Regions from separate parts of the Mus musculus genome. Here region 1 is linked to region 2. The links are chromatin contacts, called in public promoter capture Hi-C maps. All regions are on one chromosome and are shown on one strand. The core of a region is the stretch at or near the end of the contact, and the rest is flanking DNA. Distances in the headings are between cores, read along the strand shown.

The links. Capture Hi-C pulls out chosen DNA fragments and counts their contacts.
Region 1: a contact with region 2 is called in a promoter capture Hi-C map of adipose tissue. The contact joins two enhancer-like sites. A contact is called at or near these places in 1 of 484 Hi-C or Micro-C datasets (liver), 2 of 115 datasets of contacts at active chromatin or transcription factors (extraembryonic endoderm stem cells and heart atrium) and 2 of 9 other capture datasets (adipose tissue and liver).

The regions. Positions count from the first base shown.
Region 1 is chr8:33,975,671-33,980,269 of GRCm38.p6, reverse strand. No RefSeq gene overlaps it. Among named protein-coding and RNA genes, the nearest start is that of Gm39157, 9.5 kb to the left of the region's middle. Within about 2 kb of position 2,444, at least 77 of the 459 cell types and tissues checked have an H3K27ac peak or open chromatin away from gene starts, as enhancers often do. A contact at or near this core is called in adipose tissue and liver, where this site is marked.
Region 2 is chr8:33,852,641-33,857,463 of GRCm38.p6, reverse strand. All of the region lies in intron 4 of Rbpms (RNA binding protein gene with multiple splicing), which reads left to right. Among named protein-coding and RNA genes, the nearest start is that of Gm51528, 69 kb to the left of the region's middle. Within about 2 kb of position 1,558, at least 22 of the 459 cell types and tissues checked have an H3K27ac peak or open chromatin away from gene starts, as enhancers often do. A contact at or near this core is called in adipose tissue and liver, where this site is marked.

The sequences.
Region 1 (4,599 bases), core at 1,195-3,694, 120 kb before region 2:
TTCTCAAAAATGAAACAAAGCCAAATTTAATTTTTTAAAAGCAATTTACATGAATATGAATTTTTATTGTTTTATTTTGTTTGTTTTACTTTGTGTGCATGGATATTTGGCCTGCACATCCGTATGTGAGTGCCTAACGGATCTCCTGGAACTGAGGTTCCGCGTGGTTATGAGCCACAGTATGGTGTTGGGTTCTGGGAACTGAACTCAGTTCTCTGCAAGACCAGCAATGCTTGTAACAGCTGAGCCATCTCTCTAGCTCTCTATAAGGTATTCCAATCTACTCCTTTTAAACTGAGAACCTCTATTTATACATAGCATGTCTCCCCCAACATATGCATGTTAATATATAATTACACATAAACTGCTTCCAGACATGAAACGTCCATGTATAAAGAGCTGTCAACACGTATTACTTATTACTCAGACTTACCTCTATTTCTTATCAGGAGATTAAAGAAGATGAACAAATGTTTCTAATATTTTCCTTCTGAGCTCCTTGAAGTATTTCTGCTTGTGAGCCTTCAGTCTAGATATTTTGTTTGTTTTTTGCCAAGAGAATGGTCAGTTCAACGACTCTGGCTGCATTACAGCGGGAGCAAAGGCATCAGGACTTACAGGAATGAGATATCTAATAAATACCACCATCTCTGAAAAACCACGCGTCTATTGGTAGATAGAAAGCTTTAGATGTGTGCTTTTCTCAAACGAGGTTAAAAGTATGCTCAAGAAAATCCGAAAATTATGCAGCCCATAATGAAGAAGAGGCAGGGAAGGCGGTTTAAAAAAAAAAAAATCTCATCATTGAATTTACTAATGGAATTTGATTAAAACTTACTATGAACCAGTTAAGCACTATGGGCTAGGCATTGGGGGTTGGGGGTGTAGTAAGAAGAAGGCAGGTGAAGAGGAAGAGGAGGGAAACCAACCAAAGGTTGTGGAGTTTTGTGGAGCTAAGTGTGGCACACAGAACTCACCAGAAGAGAACAAGTATCAGATTATAAATCGCGACCTAGAGAAGAGGCTGCGCAACCCAGCCGTGGAATGATAAGAGCAGGTGGTCGCTTCGGGTAACTTCCTTGACCAGACCCCTCAGATAGGATCTCTATCCCAGGAGCTGAAGTCGGAGGAGAGATTGCCATGTAGAAGAGGCAAATGGCAGGCTGCCAGAGACAACGCAGAAGAACCCCCCCCCCCCAGGCCTCCTAAATCAGAGGGCAAGCTCGGTCTTTCAGATGCCCTTGAAGCCAATCATGTCTGTCAGTGATGCCCTCATCAGTGTCTCCGGAGTTATTTTAGGTACATGATAGAGACAGCAGACTCCAAGAACAGCGATTCCTTTGGTGTAGCGTCCTCGACGCAGGCTCCTTAGCAAGCGGGACAGATGATGTTAACGCTAGAGACAGGCTGGCCACTGGTCCTGCCCTCCTGGGTGAGCAGTCATCACTGCCCACACCAGAAATAGCAGAACTGCTGGATCTAAAGCTATTCAAATTCCCAGCGAGCACCTGTCTAATCTCACAGGAAGCCTGTGGAATGAGTCACGTGGAGGTCCCATGCCCGCTGAGGCGAGGCAGGGCAGGCGGATTTATGATGCACTATCATCTAGGGATCACGTTCTGCCCAGTAGGTCTGGCTAAGTAAGTGCTGTCAGGAATCCCGTGAAGAGCTTTGCTGGAGAGGGAGGCAGATAACTGGCTGGTGGCCTCTAAGTGAATCCAGATGGGGTGGCAGGTAACGCTCAGGGGAGGGGCCCAGTCTGCAAACCCACTTAACCCCCAGACGCCTGGGATTAAAACTGTTGCTCCTTGACTGTTTAGTTGTGCTTGCTCTTTGTATGCACTTAGATAAGAAAGGTTGAGGAGAAATCCCCCAGAATGCACCTCAGAAAAATAGGAACTTTAAATCACCTTTGAAGCCCAATGTGTCCCACGTTCCGGGGTCTTGGGGAAGAGCAAGAGTCGTTGCAGCTCTGAAAGAATAGTAAACGTTGCTCTCGAAAAGTCTGTGAAAACCAGCAGGAAGGAAAGTCCCTTTTGTTTGTTTACAGAGAGATAAGCCTGAAGCCAATTTAAAAAATAATCATTAAAACAATAAACAGTAAAAATAGAGAAAAGTGTATTTCTCATGGGAAAAGATCTAGAAGAGATGTTTTTAACCGAAAAGTTGTCAGTTCTTTTTTAAGTTTTAGATTTATTTTATTTCATGTGTGTAGGTGTTTTGTCTGTCTGTATGTATGTGTACTACATGCATGCTTGGTGTCCAGAGAGGCCACAAGACAGCATTGGATCCCCTGGAACTGGAGTTAGAGCTGTGAGCCACCAAGTGGGTGCTGGGAATTGAACTCATGTCCTCTGCAAGAGCAGCCAGAGCTCTTGATCAAGCCCTCTCCAGTCCTCAGCGCTTTCAATAACTTCAGGTCAACATGGCACACAGCATATTTGGCTGTATAAATGTGATTCCGGTCATTGTCAATAAAACAGGCAGCAACCAAGTGTGGCAAAGTTCAAGAGGGAACAAGGCTGTGAGTCAGGAGATCCTTGCTTGATTTCACCTCCAGTGCAACCCCAAGACAGATGGGCAACGGGTAAGAGTTAAAAAGAAAGAAGGCAAGGATATGACCAAACTAACTTCAATAATATATTTATTTATTTATTTGTTTGTTTGTTTGTAAAGATTTGTTTATTTTATGTATCAGTGCACTGTAGCTGTCTTCAGACACACCAGAAGAGAGCATATGATCTCATTGCAGATGGTTGTGAGTCACCATGTGGTTGTTGAGAGTTGAACTTAGGACCTTTGGAAGAGCAGTCAGTGCTCTTAACCACTGAGCCATCTCTCCAGCCCCAGGAAAGTGGTTTTATAGTATGTATGTAACTGGTCCTATGATCTGAGGGACTACTGATGTTTGGGAAAAGACACACACACACACACACACACACACACACACACACACACACACTACACACACATTCACTCACCTCCCCACCTGCTGTAGGACGGACTCTGAAGTTCAGTTTCCTTTCCTGTGTCTTAGAAAATTAGAAAGACTCCAGGGAGCATTGTGAGCATTTAACTGTGCAACAGAAATGGACAAGCCCCAGAGTTAGGGTCAGTGATTTCTTGTGGTTCCAGAAAGTGCAAGCATTCATAGAAAAGAAAAAACAATTAAAGAAAACCAGTATTCAGGGGCTGAAGCAACGGCTCAGTGGTTGAGAGCACTTGCTGCTCTTTCAAAGGACCTATGTTTGGTTCTCAGAACCCACATGGCAACTACCAACTCTCCATATCTCCAATTCCAGCACCCTCTTCTGACCTCCTCAGGCACCAGGTGCGTGTGTGTGTGTGTGTGTGTGTGTGTGTGTGTGTGTGTGTGTGTGCGTGTGTACACACTGTATAATCACACACACACACATAATAACAACAGAAACAACAAAACCCTGTGAGTGAAACCGGTTTCCCTGTGCATATTGATCAGGTTCTCTCCGTTGCCCTACTTCTTTTCTATCTGGACCCTCACTCCTTGGATGTCTATGGGGTCAAGAAAAAGAATGGCCTGGGCGCTGCCTAACAGGCGAAGTTTGACAAGGAAGTCCCTCCCACACATGGAAGCTAATCTGAAATCATTTGCCTATGAGCCAGTTTCCCACCAACATCAGGAGTCAAAATTTAAATAGATAAAAAGAGTGAGTCTCAGTTCTGGTCTATACACGTCAGCTTCCACACTTTAAGCCGGGCTGGGAAGACAGCAAGTGCACAATTAGTGTGCTGTGCATTTGAGTCCTGAGTTTATACCACTGCTATCTTCATCAGTTCAAGCTGCTGTGTGATTCAAAAAAGAAAGAGAGAAAAAAAAAAGAAATCTCTTCATGATGACATAGTCTCTGATTTGTTTTTTGATTTAAGTCTTTGATTACCTCTCCATTAATCAAAATATAGTAAAGCTTGTGTGGTGGGGTATGAATACAATCACAGCACTCAGGGGGCTAAAACAGGAGAATTGCCACAAGTTCAAGGCCAGCTTGGGCTACATAGTGAGTATCAAACTGGCTAGTTCACAGTAGTTAATAGTTAGACCCAGTTACAAACGAGTTAATAGTAGGACCTTATCTCAAAATGTGTGTGTGTGTGTGTACACAAGTCTGTATCAAAAAATTACATATTTATATATCCTTGAGTTTATGAAGAAAGATGTTTCAAAAATATCCACAAAATTGGGCTGTAGTGACGCACGCCTTTAATCCCAGCACTTGGGAGGCAGAGGCAGGTGGATCTCTGAGTTCAAGGCCAGCCTGGTCAACAGAGCAAGTTCCAGGACAGCCAGGGCTACACAGAGAAAGCCTGTCTTGAAAAAGCAAAACAAACTCCACAAAATGCTCTTGTGTCTCCTTAGGTAAAGCCTAACTTCCCACCTGGGATCACATCCAGCCCAGGGCAGAGCTATGTGTGAGTAGAGCTGTCTCAGTCAAGTGTGGGACGCAACTGCTAATTCTAACCAAGAAGAGGAATCGTTTCCACCGTCTCTAAAACACTCAGAAAGAGACGAATGGACTTTCAGGGGCTTTTCCAAAAGCAAAATAAAAAGAGAAAGGAGGTAGT
Region 2 (4,823 bases), core at 309-2,808:
ACCCAGATTTCCTTTTGGTTGTTCCCGCCCTGTTAGCCACATGGCTGGAAACCCGTTCTGTCCTTGAACATGGCAGAAGAATGCCTAGCACTCTGCCCTTTGCATACAGATTGGCACAGTTAGTTTTTCCCATGGAAGATGGATGAGAAAGCTGACTGGGACCACATCACTTGTTGGGTTTGTTTGTGCTTTTGGAAGGTAAATATAGTGATAATCTGAAGCTAGCCCGATTTAGTCAAAATTCCAGTTTGTGGAAATTTCTAGCAGAAGCACACAAGCCCTCGAGCAGGGTGGAATGCTATTTCTGGGTGTCTCTTAGCTGAGCCCCTCAATGCATACTAGGATTCTCATTTTAGTACATAAGAATGATGGTAGCTAGTGCCTCAGAGCAACCAGTGTCAGTGGATCCTGGCCAAGGTTCTATGAGGAGGCATCTTTATATATGCCATTAACTGAGTGTCTTCCCTTTCCTTGTCTTAAGCGACTCCCACGTAGGTTGTAGCTTAGACTTTGTTCTGAGTTATAGCAGAGCAGAGAGGGCTGAAAGAATCAAGTCAATATGTTTCTCCAACTTGCCCTTGTGACCCTCATTGTTAATTAAGCTTGTGTAGCAGCGTGTGTACTTATAGAATGTGTTCACTGGTCCACGTGATCCCAGACAGTTTTTTTTTTTAAAGATTTATTTATTTAATGTATCTGAGTGCACTGTAGCTGTCTTCAGACACAACAGAAGAGTGCGTTAGATCCCATTACAGATGGTTGTAAGCCACCATGTGGTTGCTTGGATTTGAACTCAGGACCTCTTGGAAGAGCAGTCAGTGCTCTTAACCGCTGAGCCATCTCTCCAGCCTGATTGACAGTATTCTTTTTTTCTTTTTTTTCTTTTTTTTTAAAGATTTATTTATTTAAAGTACACTGTAGCTGTCCTCAGACACTCCAGAAGAGGGAGTCAGATCTTGTTACGGATGGTTGTGAGCCACCATGTGGTTGCTGGGATTTGAACTCCTGACCTTCGGAAGAGCAGTCGGGTGCTCTTACCCACTGAGCCATCTCACCAGCCCGACAGTATTCTTGTTGTTTTGTTTTCTTTCTTTTTTTTTTCCGAGACAGGGTTTCTCTGTGTCGCCTTGGCTCTCTTGGAACTCACTCTGTAGATAGGCTGGCAGTAGAATTCAGAAATATGCCTGCCTCTGCCTCTGCCTCCCCAAGTGCTGGGATTAAAGGCGTGCACTACCACTGCCCAGCATGTTGGTTTTTTTCCTTTGTTTTGTTTGTTTCCTGCCTTGCATATTCTCAGAAGAATGTACTCATTGATCTGCGCAATCTCTAATTGACAGTATGTTTTTTTGTTTTAAAATAACTCTTGGTATAATTCACACACCGTAGAACTTAGTGCTTCCCATTACACTTTTATTAAGTATTTTGAAATTATGTTAACACAAAGGCGTTGCCATTTGAACAACCTTTAAGCATATAATTTAGAGTCATTAGTTATAGTCCAGGTTGTGCAATTTCCTAAAGCAATTCATGACCTCAAGCAACACCTCCATACAGTGAAGCAATCCTCGCCTCTGTCCTGACTGCCCCAGCCACCGCTCACCTCTGATCTACTTTCTGCCTGTCTCCAGTTGCGTATTCTAAATACTGACATATTTCTCTTTTGTTTCTGGCTCTTCCTTCCTTAGTATGATGATCCATGCAGGATCTTTCATGTAGAGACATTTTCAGAATATGATTCATTGATTTTTCCTTCTTTGAGAGTGGTTAGAAGTACTGGGAACCAAACTCAGGCTCCCTGCCTACAGTTACTGCCAGCTATGTAACTTACTTTTATGAAAAGGAAGTACTCTATTTTATATGGATATAATTATTTATCTACCCCCCTCCCCAAACAAAACAAAACAAAACAAAACAAAAAAACAGGGTATGTCAGTGTAGCCCTGGCTGTTCTGGAACTTGCTCTCAAACTCAGAGACCCACCTGCCTCTGCCCCCTCTGAGTCCTGGGGCTAAAGCTGTGCACTACCACCACCCAGCTTGTTTGAGTGTTTTGTGGTAAACACTGGCAATGTAGGTGTCCGTCTGTCTTCCTGTCTGTCTGTCTGTCATGTACTGTCATGCCTAGTGGGCATACAGGTCTCCCTTGTCTGTTCTCTGTTTTTGTTTGTTTGTTTGTTTTGTACACATCTGGTGTGGAATTTTTAGAGCTCCAGCTGCTTGTTGCCAAACTGTCCCCTGTGATGGTTTCACGGCTTTGCCCTTGGCCCTCTCTGCGCACTTGTGTTAGATTTTCTGTTTCTCTGTATCCTGTCAGTGCCTGTGACTGTTGTTTTAAATTCTCCCAGGCCCTGAGGTTTACACATACCACGAGGCTTCGTTGATTAATGTTTTACTGTGTAGGTGTTCATTTGGAGATGAGAAGACAGTTTGTAGTAACAGGTTTTATCCTTCCCCAGTTAGGACCCGGGACTTATTAGGCTTGGTGGCCAGTGCCCTTTACCATCTATAGACGGCCCTGGTGTTTGGCGGGTTGCATTATTAGCATGTTTGAATTGTTCTTGGATCCTGTTTATCTGGCATTAGTACCACCCCTACAGTGGCAGGTCTGATTGATGGAGCCGTATTTACCCTAGAGCAGCGTGTTTTATATTTTAGTAAGTAACCGAAGGGAAGACCAACTCTTGAATGATTTGTATGAATGAGTAAAACGGAGCTATGGATACGCAGTGTAATTATGTTGTGATTTTTGTTGTTGAAATTTGATTTATACATTATAATAAGATTTTTTTATAAAAAGCTTTAATTTTGTGATAAATTATTTTAGCCTATTATTTGGTGGTCGATCTGTTGTTTGAGACAGGGTTCTCCACACTGCCTTGGCTGTCTTGGAGCTCTCTATGTGGGCCAGGCTGGCCTTGAAGTTAGATATTCTTGCTTCTGTTTTCTGAGTGCTGGGATTAAAGACACCACACTCTGCTAAAACACATTTTAAAAGCGCTGAATAGTGCTATATACTGCCCCCCCCCCCAGGGGAAAAAAAAACCCAACCCCTCCAAAAATGGTATCATCAGGAAATCTTCATGATTCTGACTAAAACTCAAGCAAACACTTGAGTTCCAGGATATTTATCCACAGTGATTCCAACCTTTCACATAACTTCCGTTCCTTTCACATAACTTCCGCACATAAGTTCATTTGTCCTGTGCTGGGTTCCTCAGCTGTAAGGTAAGGTTGTACTTGATTCTGAAGTGTCAAGGGAAGTTGCTGATTGAAAATATTGCATGCTTATAACATCACCTATGCCTTCTTAGCCTTAAGATGTCATCAGATATTGAGGTACCCAGGTATGCATGAAGAAGACCTTTGGCTTCTGTCATGCCTCCACTGTCAGTCTGTTTCCTGTAACACAGGCTTTCCTGACAGCTGTGGAAGTTAGGACTTTTGATCTCAATATTTACACAGCTTGTGAGTTGGGTCAATTATTTCCACTAAACAAAACTCTTCAGAAATGCAAGCATCCAGATGGCCCATCTCAGCCTTCCTACCCCCACTAGGCACCGTGGCAGGATGTTTCTTATCATTTTTGAAATTCTCTCCCTTAGTTTCTCTTTAGCCTGTTGCTCAAGGTGGTTGAAGGGGCCCTGGCTAAGGAGAACCCAGCTGGAGCTTTTGAATGGAAGCTCTGCAGGACTGCAGGATGAGCCCTTGAGCCTGGCCCATTGTTTATCAGTTAGATCTGTTTATAACGGCTCGCTCTCGCCTCTCAGAGTTCTAAAGCAGCCAATGACGTCACATGTCTGGGGACTAGGCCTGTGCTTAGACAGAGCCTGGGGAAGCTGAGCTGCTGTGAGTGGGGTCTGTTTCTTGATCAACACTCTGCATTATTTGGGGCTTCAAAAACTACCCAAAGGCCAAGGATGTCTTAGCAGGCACAAGCCTAATGACTCAAAGAGAACTTATTCCAGAATGTTGTCCTCTGACATCCACGTTGACTTTTGGAAGGCATGTACACGCGCACACACACACACACGCACACACGCACACGCACACACGCACACACACACACACACACACGCACGCACACACGCACGCACACACACACGCACACACACACGCGCGCGCGCACACACACACACGCACACACACACACGCACACACGCACACACTAGGAGAAAAATCTCTACACTTTATCGCAATCTTCTGCTTTACCATAAAAAAACAAGCCACCTCAAATGACTCATGACCCAAGTACGGTTTAGAAATAACAAGACTTGAAAGCGCCAGGCGACAAGTACTCAGTGCGTGACAGCCGGGTCCTAGGATTTCTGCAGTTCAGCCTGGACATCTAAGGACGCTGCATTTCAGGATGGTTACTAAACCTCTTGGAAGGTCCAGCCCACAACCAGAAGTTAAGTTGAAAAGAGCTAGGGATGGAGGGACCTTTCTTTCTGCAGTTCCTTGGGAGACCACGGAAGGAAGATGGTCTTGGGGTTTAGCTAAAGATAGTGTTTCAATCTGCATGGGATCCTCCTGTCTTGAGGGTAGCAGGTAGGGGAGCCCACAAGTTCTTACCCTGCCCAGTGCTGGTGTCTACACAGCGGCACCTCAAGGTTCTGTAGACAAAACAGTGATCATGTGGCTGCGAGTGCCTGCTCTGGATTATCATTGTGGTCCTGGTTGAGGATCTGCTACTAAATATATTCCAACTGCATTGATAAAAGGATACAGCATTTGATATGGTCCTTCTTCCAGGCTGCTTCAGGTACTTCAGCAAAAAGCACCGGAAAAATGAGGTATTTGTGGAACACGACAGGCAGAGAGCTA